Linked DNA regions of Muntiacus reevesi: region 1 is linked to region 2. A link is a contact called in public Hi-C data. All regions are on one chromosome and are shown on one strand. The core of a region is the stretch at or near the end of the contact, and the rest is flanking DNA. Distances in the headings are between cores, read along the strand shown.

Region 1 (4,085 bases), core at 1,473-3,972, 140 kb after region 2:
GAGAGAGGGGTCGGAAGGAGGGGGGGAAGAGAAAAGGGGAGGGGAGGGGCCAATGGGCGGGGCCGGGCTCGGGGCAGGAAGGGCGTGGTCACGGAGGGGGCGGGGCTCGGGCCAAGGAGGGGCGGTGCCAGGGAGGTGGGCGGGACTGGGGCCAGGAAGGGCGGGGCCAGGGAGAGGGGCAGTGCCAGGGAGAGAGGAGGGGAGTTGGGATGGGGGAGCGGAGCCTGGCAACGGGAGGTGGGAGGGGTCGAGATGAGGAGGGGGCGTCGAGGGGATTTGCGGGGGCGGAATCAGGGGAGGGGGCGCGAGGGAGAGGCGGCCTGGCTGGAGCTGGCGGCGCCCGCAGCAGAGAGAAATACGAACAAGACACCGAAGTGCATCTGAGATGCCCATGCCCGGGGTGGGGCTGGGGGACTAGCCCAGCCGGGAACTGCTCAGCCGCCCCGGAGTGCTGGGAAGAGGCCGGAAACCCTAGGACCAGCGACCGGGAAGCCGAGGCGCCCTCCGTCACAGCCCTGCCGTTAGCGTGCCCGGCCCGGCCCGGCCCGGCCCGCCCGGCTCCGGGCCTGGGAAGCGCCCAAGCCCCTGTGGGTAACTCGAGGCCGATTCTGCAACCCCATCCCATCGCCCCCACTTCCAGCCTTCCTGTATTCCATCTTCGCCTCCATCCAGGGTTTCGATCAGACCTGAGTCTCAGGTCTAATTGTGCTCTCCGCTCCCTCTGTGACCTCCCCGACAAGCGACCTCCCCGTTCCCTGCCTCAGTCTCTCCATCTGTCAAAGGGGACGGTCCTGGTGTAGCCTCCCAGCCCGGCGGACGGAGGGTGTTGTACAGGAGGGTGCCAGATACAACGGCTTCAGGCAACAATAGTCGAGCCGCTAATGGTAGCACTGCCAGGCTCCGGCCGTCTAGAATAATCCCTCCCACGTCCGTCTCTGCTGATGGGACACAAACCGAATGCCCTGAATGCCCTGACTTTGCCACTCGGTGAGACAAAGACCGTTCCTCTCCCGAGGGGGCCTCCCTCTTTCCCGCCCAGGCCTCAGAGCCCGGCGATGGGCCTGGCTCAGCTCTTCCCGAGCATCTACTCGGGGCCGGGCTTCGCGATGCTACAGGCCCTGTTTCTGCTCTGTTGGGGCTCCGGGGAGGGTGATAAAGACCGCAGTATTGAGAACCCGCGGCCATCAAGGCCGCCCGGGAGAGGCAAACATAGAGGGGATTTGGAGAAGGACCCTGGCCCCGAGGAAGGGGCGCCTGCTTCAAGCCCTACAGGGGCCGTGAGGAAGTCATTCCTGGCAGAGGGGTCTGCAGGGACAGGGAGGGAGGGCGGGTGCCAGAAAGGGGCTGGGACGGTCTGTCTGGGGGAGGGAGATAACAGAAAACTCTGGTGAAGAGTTTAGGACTGAAACGACATCGAGGACATCAACAGGCGATTTTAAGCCCGGGGTTGATTTGAATCTGTTTTTACAAGTTCCCCCTGCGTTCAGGGTAGAGAAGAATATTGGAGGGGCAAGACTGGGAATGAAGAGACCAAGAAATACATATATATTTTAAAAAAGTAAGTAAAAAATGTAACAGTAGCTAAAGCTCCCGCACCCCAGTCCTGGGTCAGCTATCTCCTTTTATTCTCACACACCCCGTTATGGTAGGGAAACTTACATCCCCAGTCTACGGATGAGGAAACGGAGGCTCAGAGAAGTCTTCTATGTTGCAGTGAGACCCTCCCGCCTGTGGGAAAGGAGATCGTGCCTGGAGGGGGCTGAAATCCGGCCCCCCACACCACTCCCAATACATACATCCACTCCAACCCCAGATAAGCTGTTGGGGGCTTCCTTTTTAGAAATCAAAACAAAAAACCGTTGCATTTCCGGCCTGAAAACTTGGGCTGCCAATGAGGCCGGCAGGGAGGGAGCCCGTGGGCGCGGGTGAAGTTTCTCTGCAAGGCCTCCGGGGGCCCCCCCATCCAGACGCAAACACCCCGGGTGAGCGCCCGGCAGCTCCTCCTCCCTAGAGGCGGCCAATCGCACGGCGCCAGGATGTCCCCGCTCCCTCCCCAACCTCCTCGCCAGGCCTGGCAGCGGTCCCACCGCCGAGCCCGCAGCTGGCGCGGCCAGGCCTGGCTGGGGGCTGGCTCCACCTCCCCGAGCGGCGCCCCCGCCCCGCGCGCCTCGCCCCAGCGCCTCGCGAGTCACCCCATCCAGCTCCATCCAGCGAAAGCAAGGGGAGGGGTGGGGGTGGGGGCCCGGGAGGAGGAGAAGAGGGTTTTTTTCCTGCACCAAGAAAACAGGTGGCCAGGCGGGACATGCAACCAGACATCCGCGCCAAATCCCTCGGGCTGTTGCCACACCCACCATCCTCCAGGCGGGGATGAGTAACCCGCGCTGCCCAAACAGGCCACTGCCGCCCGGCCATTTCCGAGGGGCCCAGAAACCCAGCCGGGGAGCTGGAAGACCCTCCAGAGTGGGGATGAATGGGGGGCAGCGGGGGCAGAAGAGGCCGAGGTCCCATGCCGGAGGTTCTTGGGCCTCCCTCGGGGCGAGGGCACCCCCACCACGCCCTTTCTGGGGTCTCCGGAGAAGCTGCCTACCTGACTATCCGCTTCGCTCCACCAGGCGCTCAGCTCCAACTGCGGGGAACCGAGCTGGGGAGGGGGCGTGGTTGGCAGGGCGGGCTTGCCGCGCCCGCCCCTGGCCCCGCCCCCTGGAGCTCTCGGCCAATGGGGCCGCGGCCTCGAGGAGGGGCGGGGCGGGCGGGACCAGTCCCTACGGGACCTTTGTGTCCGCGCGCGGGACTGGCGGGAGCGCGGGGCGCATGGCCTGGGGTGGGTGGGTGGGGGTGGCCCGGGCCCTCGTCTGTGCTGCACACCCCCGGCCGGAAGTCTCCCGTGAAAAAAGGAGAGCATCTGGTCGTCGCGCCCGAGCGAGTCCCTCCCCACGCCGACGGCGTCGGATTTGGTCCCCGACTCGACCTTCGCTCCAGAATCCGGATGGACCCCGGGCACCTCCTCCGTTTTAGCAGAAAGAAAAAGATACAAGAATGACGAGAAGGGATGAAGAGAGTGGCCGAAGGGAGAAAAAGCAAACCAAAAAAATGCAAAGAAAGAAAGAACAACAGCGAAACTGGGAGAACTGATTTCGTTCCTTTTGTTTTGTTTTCAGTCTCTGCTCCTTGAGTCCTCCGCGTCTGCAGGTAAATGAACTTACTCCCATCTTACAGGAGGGAAAACCGAGGCAAGACAGGTGACCCACCTCCTCACACCCAGCAAGTCAGAGCAGTCCCTGAAACGAAGCTCAACCCTGGATGGAGGCTCCGGCTGGTAGTTGAGGGGCGGCATGCGGGGAGGGATGCTCTTAAATGTCTGGGACAACAGGGTCTAGGGACTGGGGTGGCACAGGGGTCCTTCCTGGAACCCACCAACTCTCCCTGCCTCTCTTGTATAGTCAGGTTAGGGGTTCCCTGGAGAAGAACACAAGCATGCTTCCTTGACATAAGAGAAGCTAGTTTTGGCCTAAACTGTTTTGTGATCTGAAGCCTAGCCACAGTGTTTGTTCTTTAACCGGGCTTGGTATTAATGATTTTAAGGGAAGTGAAGGAATGCAGGAGCAAGGGGAAAAACAGTCAAGAAACAATTCAGCCATAAAACAGACACCTCCTCAAAGGTATGATGAAGATGTTGACCTTCCTGGTATCTATCAGCTAAAACTTGGCCTCTGTTGACCTTTGCCCGAATTTGATGCAGTACTGTCCTCTGCTCAAGCCCCTTCATGAATAGGCATGTACACTTAGCTTAAAACTTCCCCAGGACTTCCCAGATTGTCCAGTGATTATAACTCTGATCTTCCGGAAGGTCAGGAATTAAACAGACAGAAGGACATTCCTGAGAGTGATGAGAGCATGTGCAAAGGCCCTGAGGTGGGAAGGAGTGTGGTGGGGCTAAGAGAGAGAGAAAAGGGAGCATGGGGTCAGAATGCGCTAAATTCAAGGGTCTCAATTAGGGACTGAGGGCAGCCAGGAAAAAGCTTAAGGCAGGTGTGAGTGGAGACTCCTCCCTCCAAAGTGTGTCTCATGTCCGCCCACTTGTACCT
Region 2 (4,517 bases), core at 1,254-3,753:
ATCATCTATATTGGTGCTCTCCAGTGTGATAGACAGGGGCTTCTCTAGTGGCTCAGTGGTAAAAGAATCCACCTGCAATGCGGGAGATGCAAGTTCGATCCCTGGGTGGGGCAGATCCCCTGGAGGAGGAAATGGTAACCCACTCCAGTACTCTTGCCTGGAGAATCCCATGGATGGAGGAGCCTGGTAGGCTACAGTCCACAGGGTCGCAAAGAGTCGGACACGACTGAGCGACTTCACTTTCACTTTAATTTCAGGCAACAGATGTCCTTTCTGAGTACCTGTTGTACTTATAAGTACTTATAAGTCGTTTCCAGTTTTTTGATACAAGAAACGAAATTACAGTAAACCTACTTTATCCCTAAACTTTAGCACCTTTCATTGTTTTAGGATAAATTCATAGAGATTTAACTGCTAGGTCAAAGGGTAAGCTTATTTTTCAGATTTTTTGAATAGGAATACTCAGCTTCTTCCCAGAAAGGCTTTGAACATTGATATTCCCTACAGCAATTTATGAAATTGTCCACTTCCCTGAAACCTCCACAAATAGTGCTAATGATAATAATAAAAATGAGGCCATTTTGGTAAATGAAATTTTCCATCTCTTTAACTTGTCTTTCTTTGGCAAACCTTCCTCCCTTCCATATTTACTGACCGTTTTATTTCTTTGGACAGTAAAAGGGATTATCTGCATGGCTTGGGTTTTAAGGAAAAATTTCTAACCCAGGCCTCATAAAGTTCTGCAAGGTGACAGCATCAGCATACCTAAGGGACTGGCAAAGCTCTCGGTTTTAGCAGAACTGTTGTTCCGTGCTATTTTCCAGCGATTCCTTTGTGTTACTCCTCTTTTTGGCTGCACTGGGTCTTCGTTGCCGCACTCAGGCTTTCTCTAGCTGCAGTGAGCTGGGGCTACTGTCTAGCAGTGGTGCACCGGCCTCTCACTGCCGTGGCTTCTCTCATTCTGGAGCCCAGGCCCCAGAGCTCGCAGGCTTCAGTAGTTGTTGTCCACGGTGTTAGTTGCCTCTCTGCATGTGGGATTTTCCCAGAGCAGGGATTAAACCCATGTCCCCTGCACTGGCAGGCAGATTCTTAGCCACTGGACCACCAGTAAGCCCTCCTATTCTTACTTATTGTTTCTTTTGGTCCCTGTAGTCACAGACCACACTAGAGGGCAGGTGGTTTGTTCAGCAGTTTTTAAACGTATTTGTTTGCTTTGGGGTGCTCAGTTGCTTTAGTCGTGTCCAACTCTGTCACCCCATGGACTGTAGCCCACCAGGCTGTTTTGTCCATGGGATTCTTCAGGCAAGAATACTGGAATGGGTTGCCATTTCCTCCTCCAGAGGATCTTCCCAACCCAAGGATCGAACCTGAGTCTCCTACATTGCAGGTGAATTCTTTACCCACTGAGTCACCTAGGAAGACCCCCCCCTTTTTTTTTTTTTGCTTTATATTTATCTTAATTCCCAGCACTATAGTCCTGCTCACCTAATCAGAGACCAGGCCGCCTGGATTCATGGAAGGCAGGACCTCAGGGTTTTGCAAGATGCAAACAGACAAAGGAAATAGTTACCTGATCAGGCTGAGTGGGGAAACCCAAGCTGTATTCTTTCCTGGCATTTTGAATTCAGGAACAGCTATTCATCATGAGCACTGGTGAGCTCTTGTTCTGATGGGTAGTTTCCTGTGTCTTTGATTTTACCATTGAACGACTGCATCCTCTTTCCAAATACCTTTAGAAAGCTACTGGGTTAGGAGTCATTCACACTTTAGTATTATTTAGTTTTCATATAGCACTTTAATTTTTGTGAAGGCAGTTTCATCACATCTACCCTCTCACTTGTGCTCATGAAGGGGGTGTTATCACTGCTGTCTCCACTATTGAGGATCAGAGAGGCAGAGTGACCTGCCCGAGAACGTGCAGCAGGAAGCATGGACTCCTAATCCAGTGATCTTTGCACTGCCCCAAGGATGCACTAGCTGGGAGCTGAGAGCGAGAAGGCCCCGAGCACTTGCACGGAGGGAGGGTGTGCGTGGGGGGCGGGGGAGTCGGAGGGGGACCCTATGCTCTTTCTCCCTCCCTTTCTTACGGAACCTTGTCTAACTCTGAATCTAGGTTTCCGGAGCCCGAGATCCAAGGCGCATGGTGCAGAGGGAGCAGCTACACACATCCGCAGACCCCAGTATCCAGAAAAGGGGCAGGAGGCAATTAAGGTCTAGGTTAAACCAGCCTATAGAGCCTCCCCTCCTACCCCCCATTTCAGAGACGGACTCCCCACACCCCAGCTCGGCTGAGGCTTCTCGCCGCCGCGGTCACAACCCGGCTCCTCCATCCTGGCCTTCGCGGTCCCTCCTCCGGGCCCCCGGTTCCTCCGCCCCCGGGAGGCCGGACTCTGCCCCCGGCCCGCCTTCCCCCGCCCTCCCGGGGGCGGTGGCCCGTGGCGGGCGCGCTCATTGGCGGCGGCGCGCGCGAGGGCCGGGACCCGCAGCGCTGATTGGCCAGCGCGGCTCGGCGGAGCCCAGGAGCCCGGCGAGTCGCTGGGGGAAGCGGGGCAGAGACCGGGCGCCGCCTGAGCGCAGGGCGCGGATCGCTCAAGTCGGAGCGGATCGGAGTCCGCACGTTGGAGCAGAGGCCTGGAGGTAAGGACCAGGCGCCGGGTCGCGTGAGGCGAGCCCTTGCGCGCGAGCTGAGATGGAATCCTTCGGCCCTGCCCCCCAGGGAGCAAAAACGGGGCATCTTCTCTTAAGAGACCGAGCCCTCATCTTTCTGAGACGCGGGCCCCTCTCCCCCGAAAAGAGAGAGCTGTCCACCGTCCAGAGAACAAAATAGTTTCCTTTTCCCTTCGGAAATGGGCCCTTCCTTCCTGGCCCCCCGGCTCTAAAAATAAGATTGCTTTCCCCACATTCCCCCTTGGAATGGAACGTGCTTCCCTCCGCCCCCAAAGTGGGTTCCAGCCTCCCCGGGTTTCTAGGGCCCATCATTTCTTTGGAGACGCATGCCTCTCCCCCGTCCCTAAAAAACTAAGTTTGGATTCTTCTCCCCACCCTCCCTTCTCAGCTCGGAGATAAAGGGGTGCTTCCTCCAGGAGGGAAAATAAGCCCCTCCCTAAGAGAGGGATATCGCTGGCCAGAGACGCTGCATGTAACCCTCAAGTCCAGTACAGACCTCCCTGTGCACACACGCCCCAACTCAGAAGCTAGACTCAATTCCCTATCTCCCCCCACCCCAACCCCTCTTCATCCATCAGAGAGAGAAGGTTGATTGCCTCGAACACCTTCACACTTAAGGCATTTGGAAGATTACTCCTCTTTCTCAAGATGTAAGAGGAGGGGTTTTCACATTCAGAAACAGGGCAAGGGTTTCGGTCCCCGTCTGGACCAAGCCACACAGCTCACCCCGCCCCTCTGTAACCTTTCACACAATCCCATCCCATTAACTACCCCCTACCCTGTCCTATCTCTCCCACCTCTCTACTCCACCTAATCCCATCTCTCCTTTCCTCTCCCACCGTGGCCAGAGACAAGAGCAGACTGAAACCCTTAGAGCTGGGCTCCTCAGCTAGAGATGGTTCCCGGAGCCTCCAAACTGTCACCAGAGATGGCCTCTGAGGCAGCAGGACCAGTGAGGACCCCCCCCCCCAACACACACACACACACATACACAAAGGACTGTGTTCCAAATATCCTCCCCTGAGACAGCCAACCCCTCTCCTGGAGAAGAGGGTGTCCATGCAGAGAGAAGGGCCCCCACTTGCCTCTTGGGGCTCCCCCTTCCTAGCTCCTGTGGGCATTGCCCGCTGGAATTCCCTAGGCCTTTAGCCAAGAGAGATGCTGCAGGAACCATCCATCGGACTGGCTTTGATGAAGCTGGACTAAGGGACAGGTTGGTGGTGACCTGACAGGGGCAGGGAGCTGCTTTGATCCGGCCGGTCAGAGTAGGGGGTGGCGGCAGAGGAGGAAAAGCAAGGAGCTTTGCTTTGGAGCTGCAGCTGAGAGGTGGAGAAAGGAGAAGTGTGTGTCCCAGACGCCCAAAGAGGTCAGCCCCGAAAAGAGAGAAATGGTGCAATCTGGAGACCTTAGACCTCCCAGGGACTCGAGACCAAAGATCTTGCTCCTTCATTTGACAGTTGAGCAAGCAGGGGCACCAAGACGGGAAGAGACTTGCTCAAGGTCACCTAGCCAGTGGGTGGTGAAGCTGGTCACAGCCTCTCTGGGACTTGTGGGCCGGCAGGGTCCGGAATACTACCTCCCGTCCTCACATTTAGAACCAAGGTAGTTGGGCACCAGGCTCCCCAACTCGTCAGAGGTGGTGCAGAGGCTCTGCCAATGTCACTCCGCTAGGAGGGGACACAGCTGAAACTCGGTGCTCTCCCCCAGCAGGCCGCTGCACAGAATCTATCCCCAGGCCCCTGCACTTCCCCACTCAGCCCATGGCATCGTTTTATTGAGCCAGCTGCCACATCTAGGCTTGCCAGAATCCAGATGGACTCAGGATGGCAAGTGAGATCAGGTGTATTAGT

The links. A called contact is a pair of places that touch in the nucleus more often than the background predicts.
Region 1: a Hi-C map of blood shows a contact between it and region 2, with 5 times the contacts expected there. The contact joins the promoter of CARHSP1 here to the promoter of ABAT in region 2. A contact is called at or near these places in 2 of 3 Hi-C or Micro-C datasets (blood and muscle).

What each region holds. Positions count from the first base shown.
Region 1 is chr2:186,845,572-186,849,656 of mMunRee1.1, forward strand. CARHSP1 (calcium regulated heat stable protein 1) reads right to left here and starts at 2,723. Exons shown (of 4, transcript XM_065924310.1): 1 at 2,588-2,723.
Region 2 is chr2:186,710,720-186,715,236 of mMunRee1.1, forward strand. ABAT (4-aminobutyrate aminotransferase) reads left to right here and starts at 2,504. Exons shown (of 17, transcript XR_010661626.1): 1 at 2,504-2,637.